2 separate regions of the Danio rerio genome follow, and region 2 is linked to region 1. The links are chromatin contacts, called in public Micro-C maps. All regions are on one chromosome and are shown on one strand. Each heading gives the region's core, a stretch centred on a gene start, on an enhancer-like site or on the middle of the called end of the contact. The rest is flanking DNA. Distances are from core to core; before and after follow the strand shown.

What was found. A called contact is a pair of places that touch in the nucleus more often than the background predicts.
Region 2: a contact with region 1 is called in a Micro-C map of caudal fin, with 3 times the contacts expected there. The contact joins two enhancer-like sites. A contact is called at or near these places in 1 of 18 Hi-C or Micro-C datasets (caudal fin) and 1 of 4 datasets of contacts at active chromatin or transcription factors (embryo).

Annotation. Positions count from the first base shown.
Region 1 is chr24:23,579,972-23,586,780 of GRCz12tu, reverse strand. It overlaps csrnp1b (cysteine-serine-rich nuclear protein 1b), which reads left to right. Exons shown (of 6, transcript NM_199619.1): 2 at 3,712-3,914; 3 at 5,960-6,219; 4 at 6,316-6,612; 5 at 6,727-6,809. The coding sequence starts at 3,731. Among named protein-coding and RNA genes, the nearest start is that of csrnp1b, 6.1 kb to the left of the region's middle. Within about 2 kb of position 4,255, at least 19 of the 62 cell types and tissues checked have an H3K27ac peak or open chromatin away from gene starts, as enhancers often do. A contact at or near this core is called in caudal fin, where this site is marked.
Region 2 is chr24:23,915,519-23,922,327 of GRCz12tu, reverse strand. It overlaps the pseudogene LOC795699. Among named protein-coding and RNA genes, the nearest start is that of slc22a13b, 31 kb to the right of the region's middle. Within about 2 kb of position 3,162, at least 2 of the 62 cell types and tissues checked have an H3K27ac peak or open chromatin away from gene starts, as enhancers often do. A contact at or near this core is called in caudal fin, where this site is marked.

The sequences.
Region 1 (6,809 bases), core at 3,006-5,505:
TGTGAATGTCTCACCTGCTTGAAGCATCTGGGATACCTTGCCGATAACAGCTTCTGCCTGAATGGGAAATCCAGACTTGCTTAGTAGCGGATTTATGGCTAGACACTAGACAGTATGTTTTGACTGCTCATTTTTTATTTGTGGGGTTTCTTGCTCATATTTCCATTCACCGCTGATGTTGGAGTGCAACAGGACAAGCTCCAGATTGACCTCCAGCTGAGCCCCCCCAACATCCACCCCCTCTTTCTCTTGTTCCTGGGATTAGCTCGTCGTCATTGTTTCTGCCTGTTAAGCAAGATTAACAAATCAATGTGTCAGGTAGGCTGCAGTCAAGAGACAATGACCCACTTCCAACACCCAGGTTTCTCTCTCTCTCTTGCTCTCTCTCTCTCCCTCTCTTGCTTGTCTTCATCTCTCCTATACTGTCCTCCCCCTCTCCTCACTGTCCAGAGTCCTTAATTAAAACTCCTCTGCTTGGTAGGCATGCATGTTGTCCTCAGGGAATTCTCTTTTTTTTTTTTTCTCTGTTAAATGAGGAGTAGAGATGGTGGTAGAATGTGAGGATAAACTGTGTCTGAGGGTATGTTTACACAACAACAGCATACTGAGAACATTTCTATGATTATTTCAGGTGGCAACTTTGTAAAGGCGATTCCCATTCACACCGATAAGCAAAAGTGGCATAATGCATAGTCCTGTAGTTCTGCAATGTTGTGAAGTGCTTATGCATTCCTAGAGACTGGACGAGTAATATATATGGACATGGCATCACTGTTTTTACAAAATCAATGAGATAGTGATGTATTGTAGTGATTTATGCTAATGTTCTTTAGATCGGTGTTTCTCAACCACATTCCTGGAGGACCAACAGCTCTGCACATTTTCCATTTCTCCTTAACCAAACACACCTGATTCAGATTATCAGCACATTAACAGAGACTGAAAGAACTAATGGGTGTGACAGACAAAGGAGACATCAAAAACACAGTGTTGGTGGTCCTCCAGGAACGTGGTTGAGAAACACGGATGTAGATGATGGTGGTATAGTTTTCAAAAATATGCAATTTGAAACCTGTTAGCATTGTCAGGGATTGGTTAATATATACACACACACACACATACACACACACATATATACATAGGGTTGTCAGACAGATATCCTCTGAGTCAGGTATCACTTCTGATAAACAGCAGAGACTCTTTGTGCAGGTGGTTTTCTTGCGCGAGTAGACTGCATCTGGAAACGTGTCTGTGGGAAACTGCGAAAGACAATTTACTAGTCAAATGAGCAGAGGATGAATTCGAAAAGGTTTTGAAGTCCTCCGTGCACTGAGTCAAGTGTCAGGTTCTCTTGTAATCATGTGCATTATCTAAAAAGATTTTCCTGCTGAGGTCTGTCGGCTTGCGGGTGTGAAAAAGCTGCTTGTTTTCAATCAAGACGTAGCATGTAAGGGTTCACGCTCCCTGCGCTGGCTCTGTTTGCATGCAAATGAGGACAGATCTGGACACATTCTGTTTGCAATAAAAATAGATCATGTTCTCAGCCTGCACTGCTGTTTTTAGGCAAGTCAGCTGTTTTCTGTGTCAATGTCTGTTTAAAACCCTTAACAGCAGCAGGTTCAAGTTTTAGCACATGGCACAAATGATTGCATAACTTTCCGAGTAAAGTTCCTCTAGACAGGGTATTAGTTGCTTTCAGAACTGGTGTTGCACGAGCAGATAAGTCTGACTGCAGGGAAGATCTAGTCGGCTTCAGAGGCAGATAAGACTCACCTTCTGCTTTCTGGCAGCAACATTTGGCAGCCGAGGAGACACGACTGAATGTGCAGACGGCACAGACGTGCTCTCAATGTCTGGCACGTTTGTGACGGCAGCACTAATGTGTGAATTGCACATGCTCAGAGAGAGAGAGAGAAAGATGCTCCACTTGTAAATAAAGCAACCTGTGGGAAAGTCTTGTCTGTCTGAAGATTATGGTTAGTTGGATGTTAAGTATATGTTTACCAGTAGTAATATTACATACTGGTAGTGGTAGTTGGCATGCACATTTAAAATCTGCTTAAATGTGTAGTTTAAATATTAAACATATAATTAATGCACAATATTGTTTGGTACCATTGTGCATTCTGATGGAAGATCAGATTGAATATCAATTAAGCATGATTAGTCACTGTGTTAATGTATTAAATGCTAATGCACTGTTGTAATGGTCAGTTTGAATGACCCTCTTCAATTAACTGAAGTATGTGTACACTTTGATAACGTTAAATGACGTTCCATTGGTTGATTAGACTTCTAGCAGACTATTAGCTTTTTAGTCACATTGCGTTAGTCACTCGATATGGCAGGGATGAATCAGAGCCATTTGGTTCTTCTTTTTTTGGTTGATGACATTGTAGACAAGCATCATGAGATGTGTAATCTGCCAGTCACGACCGTCTGTCGCTTTTTTTCTCAGAAAAGGCTGTCTTGCTGAGAAAAAGTTTTGTTCTGTGCCATCTATTTGCTTTTCATTATTATTAATTAATGTTCTAGTAGGGGAAAAACAACCTTGTTGTAGTTTAGTTAGCCTAGGATATAATTGACCCTCCTTATGACTCGGCCAATTTGAATTAGAGCTTTTAACATTTTGCTCAAGCAGAACTGAAAACTCTCATCTTTACATCAAACCCTCTCCTCCCTACTCTTCTTCCTTCCTTTCTGCCTGTTTCAGCATGAATGTGACTGAAGTGCAGCGAGAAGCTGAGCCTGAGGTGAACCAGCTGACTGGGGTTTATCTCAGGGCAGAGAACCAAATGAGTCCACAGCCGCCAGTATCAAATGATGGTTTTGTGTAAAAGCCACTGCGCTGCACTGGCTCTGACCCTTAAAAGCTGGTGGGCTCTGGCTAGACTCTTCCTGCCAATGGATTGATTGCTTTTATTGCCCAATAAGCAACCTCTCCACAGGAGCAGCGGCAAATTCAGCCTGTACTTCCATAAACATGTTTACTGTGCCAAGCTGTACACACATTTACTAGAGAGTCTCATAAAATGCATTTAGCAGCTGTGTAAAGCGTAATTGCCGCTACCGGCTCAGTGATGTGTTTTTTGAGTAAGGTAACCTAAATTTACCCTCCACACTAATGTGGCTATGTAATCAACCCCAGCCTAATCAATGTATTTGTATAAGCGATTGGATTTGGAAGTGGGTGAAGGGTCTGGTAATTGTTGACTTGCACCGGAGGGACGTGATTGATTGCTTCCTGTTTTTCGCTCTCTGCACAGAGGCAGTAAGAGCGGTCAGCTTCTTGTTTGGAGAGTACAAGCCTGTATTTTTAATGCACATTTTTTATTATGGACCATATTTTGACCATACAAACGTACTTTTTTTTTTATCTGAAAATGGTGCTTGATGCACGTTTAGTCATAGTCGGCCTGTATCATGATGCTATTAATTTCAGAGCATTGCTAAGGTAACATTACTTTGTAGAATACTTGTATTGGATTCCTGCAAAAACTTGTAAATTTACTTGCAGTCGATGTACAAAATCATCAGGCCGATTGCATTTTAGATCAAATATAAAATACTGATTGAATGCATTCTCATTTTGTTTGCAAAACACTATTGTAGACAGGAAAGCCTGTCAAAACTTGTACTTGTATGTGTATTGTTGATTAGTGTTGATGTAGCCTTAATACACTCTTAACATCTTTGCTTGTTTTTCCACAGATCACCAAACGCTTGCGCCATGAGCGGGGTTCTCAAGAGGAAGTATGAGGAGGTGGCGGAGGACCCGTGCTACTCCTCCTCATCCCCCTCCTCTCTCTCCTCCTCTGCCTACTCAGAGTGGGACTCAGATGGGGAGAGCTGCTACTCGGACACCCTGGATTCGACCCCCAGTAACCCTAGCTCCCCAGCAACATCCTTAAACAGTGAGTTCCTCTTTAGATGTATTCTCTATTCTCTTTATGCTTTTAGCTGTCATTAAAACCCTTTTTCAAAGCTATTTACCATTCATAAGGTCTAATTTTGTGTCCTATCTGGGAAGGTTTTATTTGTGTCCTATCTGGGGAAGGTGTTATGGGAGGTTGTAAGATTGATTGCATGGATGTTTTAATTACCCAAGGATGTTTTAATGCATGCTGGATTCTTTTGGACAGCTCCAGCAAGCCGTTCATCCAGGTTGTTAGGGTGAGTCAGGGAAGGAAAGCAAACAGTTGTGAGTTTCCCAGGATGGCAGGGCAGGCGGCCAGAGAGTGTGCCATGTGACGGAGACAGAATGAACGCAGAGCTTTGTCTGAGCACTGGGCATGAACCCAACACAGGTGCTGAGAAAGACCAAAGGGCATGAAGCAGGAAGGCAGGGATGAAGAGAAAAGGAAGGGAAACGATATGGCTGTCTGCTTGCGTTTATGAAACAGAGAGTGAAGTCAGATAATGGAGTGTAGTCTAGGTATGTTGAGTGAAAGACTTGTACAGTAACATGTATTTTAAATACTTCCAACAGAAGGCTGTAATTACTTGATTTAAACACAGCGCATTACATTTTAGAATAACTGTTTTCTACTTTTCTATTTCGTTTTAATCTTCTTTAAATGGTAGTGTACAGTCTGCACATGTATAATATTAACAATCCATGTTTTCAAGAGTATTTTTGGATGCATTTTCAGTGTTGCGTAATGATTGGCACCAACACACTCCAACCGTACAAACCACTGAACATGCTGTTTGCCTATCCCTCAACGCCTCCTTTTCATTCACTTGAAATAAAACATTCTTTCAACCCTGAATGACACAACCATAGAGTATCAGTTTAAATGTATTTGAGACAAAACAAATCTACTGACAGTCAGCCAGCATTATTGCATTACTGTATTAACAAGTGCTTTGGAAATCAAAAATCATCACTTTTAATGCTTAGCTACAAACAATAACATACCATTGTCTTCCACTGTCAAACCACTGTCTTCTCTATCTGATTGTTAGATGAGCAAAACATATTTGCACAGGGATAGAGAAAACACACTAGATTGAGTTCCCACCATTACAAGTCTAATATAAACCAGCTGTGGGGACAGTGTGAGAGTCCAATCCCTCCAGATAACAATAGTAAGCTGCCGGCCCAAGGGGAAAAAGAGCTCCTGTCTGACAGAAGCTCATGAAGTTCTACACAGAGGACAGACCTACTGAAATAACAATTTAAAACTGTAGTTTTCTTGTTTCAAGGAGAAAATTCCTCCCTTTCAGATCTTTTGACATTGGGTAAATGCAGAATTTGGCTGGTTATAGGTATAATTTGCAAGGAACGCACAGACAAATGGCCTGTCTTTATATAAAGATGGGTGTATGTTATTAAAAAAGCAGCCATCTTAAGTGCCCTCACCACTTCCAGAAACCTCAAACTTCCAGATCATTCAGCCAAAGGGTTATGATTTTGGATGCTTTACTCCCCTACACACTTTATCGCCAAGAGGAAATTCCTGTGTGGATTGTGTTTGTCAGACACGAACAAAGAGGAATGTAGTTGTTTTTGCTTATGACTAGAAACGTCTGAAAACTATTAGCTAAACTATCCATGCATCTGTTCCAATGTTGATTGGAGAAATTGGTGTTTTTATTTGGTGTTCAACCGAGTGACTGTAGCTCGTGGCATTTCCTTTTTGTGGACTGCCATCTAGTGGTGATGTAGTACACCCGCAACAATAGCATTAATGGGATCTTGATGTTTACACAAGAGACTCACCCACTCCAAGTCTTCCCATTAGGCTTGGCACACTTCCTACTCAAATACTCCCAGATGAGATCCTAGGAACAGAACTTCCCTTTCTTTTTTTCCACCACTCTAAGACATGTGCTCTTAATTTTCCATTAAAAAATTCCAAGCTTGAATTTCCGTGAGTGTACTCCACTTGTGTTTTTTTAAGGCTGTATGTCTTATGTTAATCCTATCTCTCTCTCTCTCTCTCTCTTTCCTCAGCAACATCTATCCTGAAGAAGGCTAAGCGCACACGGCGAGGCAACGTGCAGTTTGACCAGGTTACGGTTTTCTTCTTTCCTCGTTGCCAGGGCTTCACCAGCGTGCCCAGTCGGGGAGGTTGCACCCTTGGCATGATGCAAAGGCACAGTGCCCAACGTCGCTACACATTGGCAGAGTTTGCGATAGCACAGCGCCACCTACGGCGAGAGAAACTCAAAAATCGAATGAGGGAGGAAAAACTGGAAGCCCTTAAGCTAAAGGTAGCAAATTTAATTCTTGCACATTCTGGTCAAACAAGCTGCATTTGAATCAAAGCATCATCATAATCATGCAAATATGCTTTCTTCCTTTGATAGCTCACCAAAAACGGTACCCAAGAGTCTGAAGAAGCTGAAAAGTTAACTGTCGATGATATCCCAGAGGATGAAATTGACCTCAGTGGAGTAAATGTGGATGACGGCTCCTTCCTGCATCCATACCCCTCAAAGAAAAGGTACGCCATCCTTAAAGCTGCTGGTGTGAAGAAAATCGATAGAGAAGAGAAACGTCAACTTCATGAGCTGCGGACATCGAGAGAAGACTGCGGATGTGACTGTCAAGGCTTCTGTGAGCCAGAGACCTGCAGCTGTAGTTTGGCTGGGATCAAATGTCAGGTAAGCAATTCCCAACAGACTTCTTTGAGAACATCACTTACCAAGTTTGTGGGTAATATTCACAAGTATCATCCATGACAGCAGAAAGTAACGCATTATTCTTTGGCTTCACAGATGGACCACTCATCCTTCCCATGTGGCTGCACTAAAGATGGCTGTGGGAACACACAAGGTCGCATCGAGTTCAACTCTAGCCG
Region 2 (6,809 bases), core at 1,913-4,412, 340 kb before region 1:
CTGCACTTGCCTAAACAGTGTTTTCCAGTGCTTTCCTTCCTCCAGCAAATGTGGGAACAGAGAATGTCACTCTCCACACTGGATGTTAATGGATGGAGATTGAAATCATCATCTCAAAATATTTGCGGGTCAACATTGGTTAACATCCAAGCGAGCAGTTTCTTTTCCTCTGAATGTGAACCCTTGTAAGATTTTTTTTCTCCTGTTGCGTTCAACAAACTACCAAATGACCAGAGAAGGGTCTCATGACCTTAAGGTTAACTTCACATCTTTCTCCAAATTTCAGGAGGTAAAATATTGACCCTCAAGCATGACCAAATTACCAGAGGAGGGACTCATGACCTTAAGGTTAACTTTGGTCATGAGAGGTAGAATATTGACGCTATTATAATCTTGCTGACTCAACAAAAAACCTTAAATTTGGGCTTTGCAATCAGAAATAATGTGCATCTAGTTGAGAAAGAGAGAGAGAGAGTGGACCTGATCAAATCACTCTTCTATATTACCTAATAGACCGACCCAAATTTTGACTATAAAGGTGCAAGTTTCTTGCTGATACATTGGATGCTCAGTCGTGGGATTAGTGCACATCGCCCACCATTCTCAGACTTGTTCCAATGTGACTGCAATGTGCTCCCCAGTCTTTGAAGAGGAAAATGATAGCAAGATTGTGGGTGCCCCACATCAGTGCTGACCTGTCTAAATAATTCAACAGGAAATTACTACTTGCTGTTCGGATTATGGTATATGAAACCACTTCAGTGCATAGAGCACCTTCACACATAGGGTTTACATTACCTTACTGTGCTGCTGTGCAGTCAGTCCCTGGATGGACCTTGATTCTACGAGCCAGAACATGTCTAATGCCTGGAACTGTTGGCAGTGTTTACCACTCTGCGCACTGGTGATGGTGTGGAGAGACCCCCCACTTCATAATTTTGTAGCAAATTGGGTGTATGGCCATACACTTAAAATTCGCTATATACAGTAAATAAACATTACATTCCATTACTCGACATATGTTCTGGCCGTGGTTGGCGGGTGAAACACATGCTGTCAGGATAAACAACATGGCTACAGGTGCATACATTTTGTGTGCTCCCTTCCCATAACACAGCTCGCTCCCTGTCTGATCATATGGAGTAATGTGCTGCAAAACTGCTGAGCTCAACTGTGCGGGCTGTCACTGGATGGCAGGACAATCGGATGGCATGGTTTGTCTTGAATCGTGCTTAGGTGCGAATGTCCCCCCACTCTCTCCCCCCAGGCCTGCACTCATACTGTCTTTTTTACCTTCCGAACCTGAACACGTCATCAATGTTGTGACTGTTCAGTTTAACAGAAGAGAAGCACTCTCACTCCGTCAATGGAGATTACTTTAGTTGTATTGTTTTATATCATTTTAAGTCATTTGACTTAATGCAATAACACGCAGTCAAATCTTTTGCTCAACAGATCCACCACTTTTGATGCTCATAAATGTTAATGTAAGTCATCATGCAGTCATCAAAGCGGGGGGTTTGCTAGTGACATTGAGTGTTCAGTTTTGCACTTAGGCATGCTTTGCACTCACACTACAAGCGTACGGCACCAAGGCCCAACTGAACCGCACTCTGGTATGTGTCTTCCAACCAGGCCAGGGCCAGTCAACTAAACCGTGCCTGGGCCTGACTCTGAGCACTCACATTTGTCAAACGAACCAGGGAATGGGCATCAAATGTGCCTGGGGATGGTTTGGATAGCCTAGTGTGAGGAGACCCTAAGTGACTTACTGAAAGTGTCGGTAACATATGTTACCTTTGATCAACGAGGGAAAGAATGAAAACGTTGCATCTCTTCAACAACAAATGAAAACTGCCATCTGATTGCCAGACTGTGGCTTGGCTCCTCAGTGATAACCTGAAGAATGAACTGTATGCTGTGACATTCAGAGCGCTGTCACTCCTGCCTCATTTTGTTTAGTTGAATCACTCCAGAGTTCATTTTCCCATTTGGTGCAATTTGTTTGGCCAGGTTTGAAAGCAGCAATTGCACTGTAGTGTGCACAGAAAAAGGACTAAACAACCATACAAAGTAGTTCCTGTATGCTTTTAAACAAACCCTGGATTGATTTGTTTGTGGTAAGAACATGATTCAAAGTAGAACAGACTCAACTGCAAAAATTACTGTGTAACATTAGGCTAAACCAGCTGCTATAGTCAGCTGTTCTGTGTATTAGGGCCTACTCACACTATGCTATCCGTATCGTGCCCAGGCCCGTTTCCCGGATCGTTTGAGAAGTGTGAGTGCGCTGAATCAGGCTCAAGCACGGTTCACTTGGCTGGCCCTGGCCCGGTTGGAAGAGGTGGTCCTGAGCTCGGTTCACTTGGGCTTTGGCGTGGTACATTTGTAGTGTGAGTGCAAAACGTGCACGATATAACTAGAGAAATCTCCTCTGTGCTGATTGAGAGAGAGAGCGCTTCTCACTGAACAGCGCAGCAGCGATGACGTAAGCGTGCCCAGGCCCGATTGTGGTGTGAGTGCGGGCCATGAGGGGACATGGGAGGGGGGACAAGCGTGCTTTGACCCGGTTTGAGGCAACTGTACCTAGTGTGAGTACGGCCTTATAGAATGCGGGAAATATTTACAGTTTTAGTAACAGCTCTATGATAGCTTAAAAATAACTTCTAAAGCAACTTGTGATATGTCATTTGCCATTAATTCTGACCGTTCAAAAACCACTTAATTGCATTAAATGACACATCTGTCCCACTAGTGATGTGAATGTTGTCACAGGACTGCATTCTGGTTGGTTTCTACTGGTTTGGTTATTTGTTGCTCTTGGTCCAAACCAAATGAACCGAACCACAGGTGTGAAAGCACTCTTAAATGCGTTCATGTTGGGAAGTAGCCCTGCATGCAGATTGTACTTGCCAATCTAAAGGCCCGTGCACACTGAGACGTTTTTTTGCTCATGTTTTTCATTAACGTTTAACACCTCTTAACTATATAAAGGGTGTCAATGTGTTTGTGCACACCAACACACCACGCGCTAAAGCGTCATTTAAAAAAAAAATGCCTCATGCTAATTTTTTTTATTTGATGCGCCACGTTAAAACCTTCTCCTCCAATCAGATTGCCACTTTGGTTCACAAGCACAGACCTGCTGAAGTTACAGTAAACAGCACTTGGAGGTGCTCAAGGGCAAAACTGTCAATTCGAGCGCACATTGAAGAAGATGCCCAGAGGCGAAATGAACGTGGAGCTGCTTATTGCTCTGCTGAACTATAATCATTTCTTCATCGTGCTGGAGCTGCTGCTTGAACCATCTATGCTTGTTTGAGTCACCAGTAACTTTAACAACAAGCGTGTGAACTTCCTCTCTTCCTCTTCTTCTGTGTTACAAGCGGGTATCGAAAGCTTAAAGTTGTGTTGCAACATCTAATGTCAAAGAGTGTTTTTGCAAACTCTTCTGCTTGACGCCAGTAAAAATCGCTTGGGTTTGAATGTTTTTAAAAATGTCTCATAAAACGCTGACAATAAACGTACATGAAAAGCATTCCTGTGTGTAGGAGCTTTAAATTGCCTCTTTTTCATGAAACTTAGAGTGATTGTCTTCTAAGTGGAATCCCTCATTTATCAGTCGTAAATGACACATTGCTTCTATTGCTTTCTTCAGGCCACAATGTTTATGTACATAATCAAGTTTTTTTTCACACATATAAAGAAAATAAATGTTGCCAAAGGTGGATTAAATCATTTTCATCATCATAAGATTTTTAAGATTATTTTTCAGGTTATTTTAACCGTGTCAAAAGCTAATAGCTAAAAGCTTATAACAAGTTTACTGAAAGCTCAATTGTGACAAATCACCCCACATACCCTATATATTTTTTATCAAATATGAATATAAGGGTTTTTATTTTTTTTACAGTATTGTTTGTTATGTTACCAATGTTTGTTTTACTGTTTGCTAATTGTTGAAATATAGTTTATATGCTAACAAAATATCTTATCAATATTATTTTCATTGTTTGTTTGCTGTCTGTTATTGTATCATGTTTTCTTTTCTCATCTCACCTTAGTTTGACCTGGTGTGTGAAAATAAGGTTTATAGTGAGGCCTCTCAGTCCATCTACATGGCTGGTCTTCTTGTTGGAGCCCTATTGTTTGGTCCAATGGCAGACAAGTACGTGTAGAACTCAATCCCTGAACAACACAAGAATGACATTATACACACAATTATCATTAGCATTTTTTCTTTCAGCAAAGTTTACAGATTAAACAGTTTGTATTTAATCCCCATCAGTGTAAAATGGCTAATGTTTCGTGTCAAATTAGTTCTTTTCATAATTGAACTGGTTTACTTGTTTGTTTTGCCACAGGTATGGCCGGCGGTTTGCCACACTGCTGTCCTTGCTCCTGCTGTTTTTGTCTGGAGTGGGAGTTGCATTTTCCCCTAACATCTATGTCTACATGGTCCTTCGTTTTGTTGTTGGCACCACAATATCTGGGATCTCTATCAACACATTTGTTCTGGGTATTGCCTTTGACTCTTTTCAATGCCAGCACATATCTGAGATGTATATATTTAAACAAGAAAGAGAAAAAATTTAAAAAGAGTGTTTATGTATTTAATTCTCTTAAATATAACCATATTTTAAAGATGTTTTATGGTGCTTTGATTCAATAATTTTAAATAGTTATTTGATATCCACACTGTAGATATGTGGCTTAGGTTCCAAAAGTAATGGGTTAATATGCTAAATTAATATGCTAACTCCAAATTATACCCATAAAGTTAGAATTAATAATCATATTTTTAACATTTAAAATTCCAGACGACATTTAGAGGTTTTTGCATCTAATCTCTTCATTTCTGCTTAGTTTAGTTGTGGAAAAAATATAGGTCAAATTATAAGAAGATCTTATGCCTCTTTGGGGTGGCACTGAATACATTTATATTTTATATATCCTGCATTTTGCATCCTGACAAGCTGTAAACATATAACTGGTGGCAAACTACTGCATTCAGCATCCCTCCTTGTTGCTAAGTAAAGCATAGAAAACAAACTAAAGTAGTGCGGTCGAGATGCATGCCAATTACAGTACAAATTGTCCAGGTTATGTTTGCCTTACTCTGATGTCATGCTGTCACTTGCCAAAAACTCTTGCAATGTCGAGGCTGTGTTGGATTGAGCTGTCAGGCGCAGTTGATCTCTTAATGTGCTCACCAAAAAGCATGATTGGAAATAAATTGCTGACTACACATGCTTATTAAATGAGACTGGCAAATTATACATTTTCTCTTAATTCATAGACATTTATTACCTATGTCAGATTTGTATTACTTGGCACTTTTAATACCAAGTCTTTTGGAATATTGCAGTATTTATTAAGAAAAGTTTATACACAGACATACATGTAGGCTACTGTATATGCATATGGGCAGTATTTATGATGCATGAGTTCAAATACATATTTCTAATTTACAATTCATATTTTGCAATTGAAAACTACGTAATAGTTAAGATTGCATCATACATAGGGATTTTTACTCAAATTTATGTGCAAAAAAAACTCCATATGCAGTTGAAGTCCGAATTATTAGCTCCCCTGAATTATTAGGCCGCTTGTTTTTCCCCCCCTATTTCTGTTTAACAAGAGATTTTTTTCAACACATTTCTAAACATAATAGTTTTAATAACTCATTTCTAATAATGCATTTATTTTATCTTTGCCATGATGACAGTAAATAATATTTGACTAGATATTTTTCAAGACACTTCTATACAGCTTAAAGTGACATTTAAAGGCTTAACTAAGTTGATTGGTTAACTAGGCAGGTCAGGGTAATTAGGCAAGTTATTGTATAGCAGTGGTTTGTTCTGAAGATGATTGAGAAAAAATATAGCTTAAAGGGGCTAATCATTTTGTCTCTAAAATGGTGTTAAAAACAGCTTTTATTCTAGCCGAAATAAAACAAATAAGACTTTCTCCAGAAGAAAAAATAATTTCCTTGCTCTGTTAATCATCATTTGGAAAATATTTTAAAAAGAAGAAAAAAAATTTGAAGAGGGCTAATAATTCTGACTTCAACTGTATATAACCCTTTATAAAGTTTAAGATTGTTAAGAGGTTGGTCCATTTTTTTATTTTTGATGATGATGCCATTTTTAATGCCTATAGAATGCATGGATACACAAACTTTAATTGCATTGGAATGTTTTGACTCATTATCTGCATTAAATAGGTTAAACAGTGGTAGATACAGTGGCAGTATTTTATTTAGATACATGCTGTGGCAGCTGTATTTTGTCGTTTATTTTTAGACTTAAATTAAGATATTTGGTTTATTAAAATGAAATATAAAATTAAATTATTTAAAAATAAATGTTTTACCCTGTATATATGTACAGTATGTAATTATAATTGATGTGCATTTTTCATTCACTTCATTGTTCTTCATCATTCTTTATTCCAGATAACCTGATTACCCATTTGCATCTTTTTTGTTCCCTTTAAAATTGCTTTTTGGTGTCAATCTGTCAATCACATGAGATTGGCAACATATGCAATGATGCAACAATCCAGTCAATTCTTCAGTGATGAAATAAAAAGGATAGTTCACAATTTTTCAAATTGAAAATGATGTCAAAATGTACTCACCTTTCATTGTTACAAACTGGTTCATCTTTCCTTCAAAACTGAAAACCTGTAATCATTGACTTCCATATATATATATTTCACTGGTAACACTTTACAATAAGGTTCATTAGTTAATGCATTTACTAACATGAACTAATCATGATAAAACATGTACAGCATTT